Linked DNA regions of Rattus norvegicus: region 1 is linked to region 2. The links are chromatin contacts, called in public Hi-C maps. All regions are on one chromosome and are shown on one strand. Each heading gives the region's core, a stretch centred on a gene start, on an enhancer-like site or on the middle of the called end of the contact. The rest is flanking DNA. Distances are from core to core; before and after follow the strand shown.

Evidence for each region. Hi-C and Micro-C count contacts between places; a contact is called where the count stands out from the background.
Region 1: a contact with region 2 is called in a Hi-C map of the A7r5 cell line, with 6 times the contacts expected there. The contact joins the promoter of Shox2 here to the enhancer-like site in region 2. A contact is called at or near these places in 3 of 12 Hi-C or Micro-C datasets (the A7r5 cell line, the Rat2 cell line and psoas muscle).

What each region holds. Positions count from the first base shown.
Region 1 is chr2:153,535,801-153,539,787 of GRCr8, reverse strand. Shox2 (SHOX homeobox 2) reads left to right here and starts at 2,627. Exons shown (of 5, transcript NM_013028.2): 1 at 2,627-3,128. The coding sequence starts at 2,783. It overlaps Rsrc1 (arginine and serine rich coiled-coil 1), which reads right to left and starts at 2,949. Exons shown (of 10, transcript NM_001014172.2): 1 at 2,797-2,949.
Region 2 is chr2:152,879,319-152,883,479 of GRCr8, reverse strand. All of the region lies in intron 1 of LOC120100839 (a long non-coding RNA gene), which reads right to left. Among named protein-coding and RNA genes, the nearest start is that of Veph1, 34 kb to the right of the region's middle. Within about 2 kb of position 1,604, at least 6 of the 93 cell types and tissues checked have an H3K27ac peak or open chromatin away from gene starts, as enhancers often do.

The DNA of each region.
Region 1 (3,987 bases), core at 1,378-3,877, 660 kb before region 2:
CACAGTAGTCATGCCTGAGCCTTCTCTGACTACCTTTAAAGTGTCATCTTTTCCCCTAGCACAGGAGATGGTGGAAGAGTTTGTATTTAAGTCATGTACTTAAAAGGATAAAGAAGTATCTGGAGGGTCTCCTGATCCCTTATCAGGCTTTTAGCAGGGGTTATTTGGGAGGTGTTTATGATTATGTTTTTCATTATTCAGATTGAAAGCCACTGGAACACCATATCAACTTAGGATCCTATTACTAAATAGTCTTTTAAAAACACTTTCACAAAAGAGTAAAATTTCGTGATTATTCTCCCAGAATTACAGTGTTACAGATAGCAGACAATGTGACACTGTTCCCAAAATCATAGAAATTAGAAAGTGTTAAGTTTCTGAGTCCTGTGAAATAACGAAAGCAAGAGTTCCTGTACTTGGACAATACCTAAATGCCGTTGAGTGCCATCTCTGTTAATCGTGTAAAGGTACGCTTTTGTCCTAAAAGCAGGGGGGAAAATGTTTTCAGAAGGGAAGATAACAGCCAAGAAAAAGTAAAGCAACATTTTTAATAAGCTTTATTTTCATGTCCTTTAAATGTGCAACACAATCTGAGGAGTATTTGGTATTACATGAAGTTAGAGAAGGTCTTAAATTACACTTAGTCGAGAAACCATTATGTGCCACAATTTTGTGCTCTCTTAACCAATGTTCCAGGTTGTTTTGATAGAACTTCTGGAATTATTTGCTAAGTGTGCTTTGTTTTTCTAATCAATAAGTAGACGATATACATATTAATGGTCTGTAACTGCTTTCATTTTTACTGAGTACTGGATCCAAAAGAATGAAAACATTACCTTTTAACATCAAACAGAACTCATTAATATTCAGTATACTGAAAATGTCCCTCAAACTCGCACTTCAAGAGGGATATTTATTTATGTATTCAAGTAAATGTAACGTTTCATATGTAAACATTCTTTTGTGCGCATAAACAAGGATTTGCATAGCTACAAATCTCACAGCAAGCCCTGGCTTGGAGGAGACAAACATGTCCCCCACCCCATAGAACAAACAGGTTTTATAAAATAAGTCAAAAATACAATTTTTAAGTTATAAATCAGAGAGAAAGAGAGTTGTTTCCCCCTCCGAAGAGCGAGTCGTTTTTTTTTTTTTCACAGTCCACGGTAAACAAAAATTAGGCGAGCGACAACCAACGTCGGTAATTTTTTTCGCAGAACTCAAAAAGTGATCATCTTTTGTTTTTCAGAATTGGAAAAGCGAACTAGAATGCTCCCCAGGATGCTAAATAATTGAGGACAGGGTGAAGGGAGTTGTTGGGAAAGAGGGAAAGAATCCTTAGACCTTACAGAGAAAAACCGAAATGGAGCTGCGCCGGACCGGCTGTAAGAAAACACCTTAAGACTGAATCTGGCAGGGGACAGCTGCTCAGGAAACAAGTTAAATCGACCAACCCCTTCTAGCGGGATGTGTCTTTATGGGAGTCAGCTTTGACTCCTAGGAGTGAGTAGTAGGGTGAATTACAGGGACTAGCACTCGGTGAGGCTGGCTGCGCGTCGGAAAGATCCTAAAAGGAGGTGAAGCGGTCCGAGGAGCTGCAGAGAAGCCCCACTCGCAGCAGGCTGTGCAGCTGCAGCGGCCTGGAGCAGGAAGGGGTGCAGGAACGGAATACTGGAGTGGTTACGAGGCCTATTAACCGTAGAAAGCCCGATGCTGAGCCAGAGGCCCGGGGTCATCAATGTAGGGTCGAGCAGTTAGGGTGCTCACCCAGAGCGAGGCTGTAGGGTCGGGTACTCTCTGAGGATACCCACTGACTCTGATTGCAATGCACTTGTCAGTTTCCTCTTGGCCCCGCCTCCGAGAAGTCTATCCAGCTCCCCAGTGTTTTACTAAGTCGTGACACCAACGCAAAATCCACGCTTAATTAAATTAATTAGGGATTCTTGTCAATCCTGGATTAATGGCCAAGAGCACCGGCGGCCGAGGCTATCAGAAAACCCGACCGCTGAGGACCTGCCTCCTCTCCCCGCCCCCTCTGGTCCCCTGCTTGCCCTCCCTCTCCTGCCGGGTGGACTCCAGCCTGGATCCTCCATCCTCAATATTCACATTCATATTCATATTCATTCTCTTCTCTTCTCCTCTTCTCTTCTCTTCTCTTCTCTCTCTCTCTCTCTCTCTCTCTCTCTCTCTCTCTCTCTCTCCTCTCTCTCTCTCTCTCACTCCCTCTCCTCCCCACCCCAGGTAGTGGCGCTCCTGCTACCCGTGAAGGGGTTCACTAGGAGTTGCGAGGGGAGGTAATTTACTCAGAACAAGAGGCCCGCCTTTAGGAAGTATAAATAGTGAGACTTCAAGAGCTGCGTCGCTATCAGATCTGAACTCTCCGCAGGAAGAATTGTCAAAGATCTTAACATTGAACACGCGCACTCCGGCAGGGAAGCATCAGTTCTCATTTCCCTCTGGCGGCCCCCGCCCCTTCCCTCCTCCCCCCCTCTCCCCCTTTACCCCCTCCCCCTCCTCCTCCTCCTCCTCCTCCTCCTCCTCCTCCTCCTCCTCCTCCTCCTCCTCCTCCACCTCTTACTTCTTTTTCTCCTTCTACTTCTCCTCTTCTTTCTTCTCCTCTTTTTCTTCTTCCTCCTCCTCCCTCTCCTCCCCCATCCCCCTGCCCCATTGATGTGTTATTATTGGGGGGGCTGGAGCAGTAAAAAAAGAAGGAGGAAAAAAAGAGCGGGGCTCGGCAGGGAGAGCTTGAGCGCGAGGCTGACCGGCAGCGGCAGCGGCCGCGATGGAAGAACTTACGGCGTTCGTCTCCAAGTCTTTTGACCAGAAAGTGAAGGAGAAGAAGGAGGCCATCACGTACCGGGAGGTGCTGGAGAGCGGGCCGCTGCGCGGGGCCAAAGAGCCCGGCTGCGTCGAGCCGGGCCGCGACGACCGCAGCAGCCCGGCAGTCCGGGCGGCCGGCGGAGGCGGCGGCGCGGGAGGAGGCGGAGGCGGAGGCGGAGGAGGCGGAGGAGGTGCTGGAGGAGGAGGAGCAGGCGGAGGAGCTGGAGGAGGGCGCTCTCCCGTCCGGGAGCTGGACATGGGAGCCGCGGAGCGGAGCAGGGAGCCCGGCAGCCCGCGGCTGACGGAGGGTAACGGCCTGCCCCCGGCCGCGGTTCCCCTTCCCGCCTTCCCCTGTCCTCGGGGCGGGAGAGGACCCGGGACCCGAGCGGGAGGAGGGCGGCATCGCAGAGGGCCCTGGACCCCAGCTTTGGGAGATACAGGGCTAGTAGAGGGGTAGGAGGCCGGACTGTACGGCCGTGGGTGGGGTCCTCGCGTGGGGGAGGGCGTGGGGTTGCGCGCACCCTTCTCTGCCGCTCCGGTTGCACCGAAATGCTTTTTTCGCGAGCGGGAGGATGGGGCCGCTCTGCGGGACGACGAAGTTTGTGTGGCCCGCTGCGAGAAGGGGTGCGGCAGGGGCTCAGTAGGAGGCCGGTTGTAAGGAGCCTGTAGCCCTGAGTTTGCCAGAACCCCTTTGCTAGGCCTAAAGGAGAGAAGGGGAAAGGAGGGGGGAGAAAGAGAAGAGCCACACTATGTTGCCCCTTCTTTAGAGCTGCCTTCAAAACCACTGTAACTCTGCAAAGCCCCTAAATCTCCGGATCTTGGGGACCAAACTTCACATTCTTATTGAACAGTTAAGGTGGAAGCCAGCCAAAGGTCCAGGCCAAGGTGATTCCCTCTCCGTGGAGACATTGAGGAGTGTACGGTGGGGGTGGGGGGTCGACGACGATGACGCTATATACACAATTTCTTTACTGTCTAGAATCGTGCAGTACTTTATAAGAGAGAGAGAGAGAGAGAGAGAGAGAGAGAGAGAGAGAGAGAGAGAGAGAGAGAGAGAGAGAGAGTTGGCGAGGTTGTCTTTGGAGCCAGCAGTGTTAGAAAATGGCTTTATCTAACCGGTGAAGCGTCCATCAACTCAAAGTTAAAAATTAATTTGGCACTCAGGAC
Region 2 (4,161 bases), core at 355-2,854:
AATGAAAGAGGAACAGTTGATATACAGTTGCTTGTTAGTCTTTGACAATGGCTTCACTGACCAGCAAGATCTGAGGGTTGAGATGTGAGATGGTACACAGTAATAGTGCCTGGGAGGAGAACATGCCTCTGGGGACCATCCTGAGCTACTGGCAAAGGACCAAAGGAGAGCAAGTGTGTCTCAGTGGGTTCTGATGTCCACAGGAAACATAAGAGGTCTCCAGATAATCACCATATAAGCACTACACATTTGGTATTTCGAAGTAGTAGAGGAAAAATAGGAACTTCTTTTGTTTTTTATTTTGAAAGAATTGAGTGTGATGGTTTGTATAGGCTTAGCCCAGGGAGTGATACTCTTAGGAGATGTGGCCTCGGAGTAGGTGTGTCACTGTAGGCATGAGCCTAAGACCCTCACCCTAGCTGCCTAGAAGTTAGTTTTCCACTAACAGCCTTCGAATGAAGATGTAGAATTCTGAGCTCCTCCTGCACCATGCCTGCCTGGATGCTACCATGCTTCTGCCTTGAGGATGATAGACCTCTGAACCCCTAAGCCAATCCAATTAAATGATGTCCTTATAAAAGTTGCCTTGGTCATGTCATGGTGTCTGTACACAGCAGTAAAACTCTAGCTAAGACATTGAGAGTTGTAGACAAGTTCTATTATTCAAGTAGTCATGCTTTTTGTATACCTGCTATGCATAGTGAGTTTTACTGAGCTAGGTTTGAGGGTTGCATTGTTGAAGAGAAAGAAAATAAATAGAAAATAAGTTAATAAATAATAGGCTGAGAAGATGTCAGGAAGGGGTAAGTGGGGAATTAGGATGTAAGCACTGAGCCTCTAGATAGGGGATCAGAGATGTCTTGGAGAAACATCACAAGTCATGCTAGGTAAGAATTTTGCAACTCGGGTGGGGGGGAAGGCGGTAATGGGGGGAGGATGGGGAGGGGAACACCCATATAGAAGAGGATGGGGAGGGGTTAGGCGGATGTTGGCCCGGAAACTGGGAAGGGGAATAACAGTCGAAATGTAAATAAGAAATATTCAAGTTAATAAAGATTAAAAAAAAATTTTGCAACTCACTAATCTAGTAGTGTGGTAACACGTAAGGTCATACCAGCCAAAAGACAAGACAGAATTTATAGGCCTCTGTGGACCATGATCATGGGTTCAGATTTGGATTTTAGGCTGTGTACAGTGAGCTATGAAAGGGTTTTAAACAGAAGGCTCTACAATCAAATCTATATTTTGATAGTAACTGTTTCTGTATAGAGCTGCATTGTTAGGGAAGGAAACAGGACTCAATTACAGGCTGCTACAGGAGTCAGGCCAGAGGCAGAGACCTGCAAATAAATTGAAACATGAGACGGAAGAAAATAAAAAAAGATGTGCTTTTAGATATGGAGTCAGGGGGACCAATGCATTCAAGCTTTGGAAGAGCCGGTGTTGGGTGCTGAGATGACTCTGAGGTCCCTGGTCCTAGTGATTGAGTACATATCAGGACCACTCCTGATTCAGGCAAACAGTGAGCCTGGAGGATGGGCTTTCTCAGAGCTGCGGTGAGCCTCAGTTTGTTCCACTGTGGACTTACTTGCTTTGGTATGGCTGAGTCACCTCCTCCATGGGATTTTCAAGGAGGAATTTAGATGAGTCAGAGGCCATGTGTCAGAGGAGAGGTCCGAGAAGATGTAATCATGAGAGTCTTCACTAGAGATGGCCTTCAAAGTCACCTGTGTCTCTAGACATACCAAGTCACTTTAAATGAGAGCAATTGAATTAGGTTTTTATCAAAATAACTTCAATATTTTTTTAATTTAACTTCCAGCTAGATTTCTGGTTTGTTTACACAGAGCCCTTTTCTGGCAGGAATACATAGCTCTCTGCTGCACAGAGGTTGACCAGCAAGATGAGCCTCCTCAGACCTGACTGAGCCTTTTTGCCACCGGCCTCCATCCCATGCAGGATGAAGGTTCTCTTTAAATTTTCAAGTAAGGGGATCTTCCTGAGTCCTGATCAATTCTCATATACTAAATCACTCTGCTGTGAAATCCCAAGAGCTTTAGTAGATTTCTTGGGTGTATTTCCAAATGTTAATCAAAAATCTTTCTGGATTTTTTCATCGGCAGTACAGAGGTAGACTAGGACACACTAATCCCATCTTCAGAAGTCTAACCAGTAGGAAGACAAGATAGACTGAGCTGTAAATTTACCTTCATGTTTGTTGTTTCCTTCCATTTATTCCCATAGAAAGCCAAGCACAGTCACTCGTGACCCTCAGAGGTGACTACCTCTTGAAGGCTCACGTGTGAGCGTCTGCTGCACAAAAAGATCACTGTGGTGGGCGCCTCTACCTTCCACACAAGCGTTGGTGAGAAGTGTCAAGATGGACTTAAGCTCCGGCACAAAGATTTACTTTCAAATGCCAGCCATTTTCCCAGCCTCCGTGAATAATCCAGACTTGGTGTTTGGGGCCTTTAGACACAGTAATAATGCAAACGGAATCAAAATCATCATTCATATTATTAACAAGCGTTTTTCAGTAATGTTTTGAGTAAGTGCCTAATAAAGTTTAAGAAATAAAGATACTCATGTTATTAAAGAGGAATTACTAGGTTTCCATTCATAAGCTTCAATATCCTGCTTAATGGATTCCATACAGCCTAACAGAAACCTCGTGAATGAATTATGGTAAAGCAGTTCACAAACATTATATGGTTTCCTTTTTTTTTTTTTTTACTTTTGTTTCCTCTCCGTGAAATAACAATGAGGCACGTAGCTTGAATAAGGTCATTTCTTATAACAGAATGAAAACATTAGGGGGACTCTGGTTGTATTTTAGCCTACAGGCAAAAACACCACAGCTTTATGGTCAGACAGTGCCCCCTTGTGGAACATGTAAGGTTGGTAGAACTGCGTTGTGATCGGGATCCCTGAAATTGAAGGTGGGCAAGGCTGAAAGAAGCCAATAATCAAATCCTGTGCCTCATTGTAAAGAGCCTCTTGGCTGAAGGAGGCACTTTACGGAAAAAAGGATGGGAACATAGGCAGATGGGAAGCGGAACTTGGACCAGTCAAGCTGATGGTCTCGGGTCTGGAAAACTTGACCCACTGAATGACTTTTAAGAGGCACAGCAGAGCGGAGAAGGAAGACGTTTGAGCTCAGCCTGTCTGGGTACAAAACTCGACTCTGACAGTAACTCTGTGAATAGAAGGTGCTCCGTTGTTGCTCTAAGCTTTGGTGATCCTGCCTGCAAAATAATAATGGTGTCTTATCAGATGTCCGTTGGTATAGATCAGAAGTACTATGAGGGGCAAACGAAAATGGTGTGAGGAAAGTGTTTTTAGAGCAGTGTTTACTAAAATGCCTATTATCTTACCAGAGTGTGCACTTCAAATCAATGAAGGACATTCGGCTTTCTGTTTAAAAAAAAAAATAAAGTCTTTTATATACATGCATTTACCAGCCACACAAGAAAACCCATGAAAGTTGTGGGACTGGGAAACTGTGGCTAAGCCTTTGTGTAGGTTCCAGAGACGGAAACCAGGAAACAAAAGCACGCATGTGTCTGGAGAGTATATAGATGCTGAGGGAGAAGGCTGGTTTGTGGGTCAACGCACTTGTGGTAGGTAAAGACAGAAATGAGAAGACAGTCAGTGGCCTCAGAAAGGGCTTGGGGGCCTCAGAAAGGGTTCAGGGGCCATACTCTAGGAGAAAACAAGAGCATATTCTCAAGCAGCGAGAGCTTCCACTCAAGCGCTGACAAAGCGCCAACGGGCAAACAAAAGAAAAGCAGGACGATTGTGGGAAGTTTACCTTTTAACTCCCTTAAATGTGCCGCCACCAATAATAATTCAAGGGTTTAAGAATGTCGAAACTAAGACTCTCAAGCTGGGGAGAGACATTCTTGGGCAAGGCAGGCAAATGGCTTGTGACTGTGGGCTGTGAGCCTCACGGGTCCTCCTCGCCAGCCCTTCAGGTGGAAACCTGCCCGAGACACAAACAATTGACTGTAGCACAGCTCATTCTCACGAAGCCTCCCCATGTTAGACTTCAAGTGCCGCTTTCCTAAAACACTAATCTGATGGAAAATGTCACTACACTTAACCAGCACTTGGAAGCCACTCTCCCTGCACCCACAGTCCGTAGTTTAATCACTTGTAAGG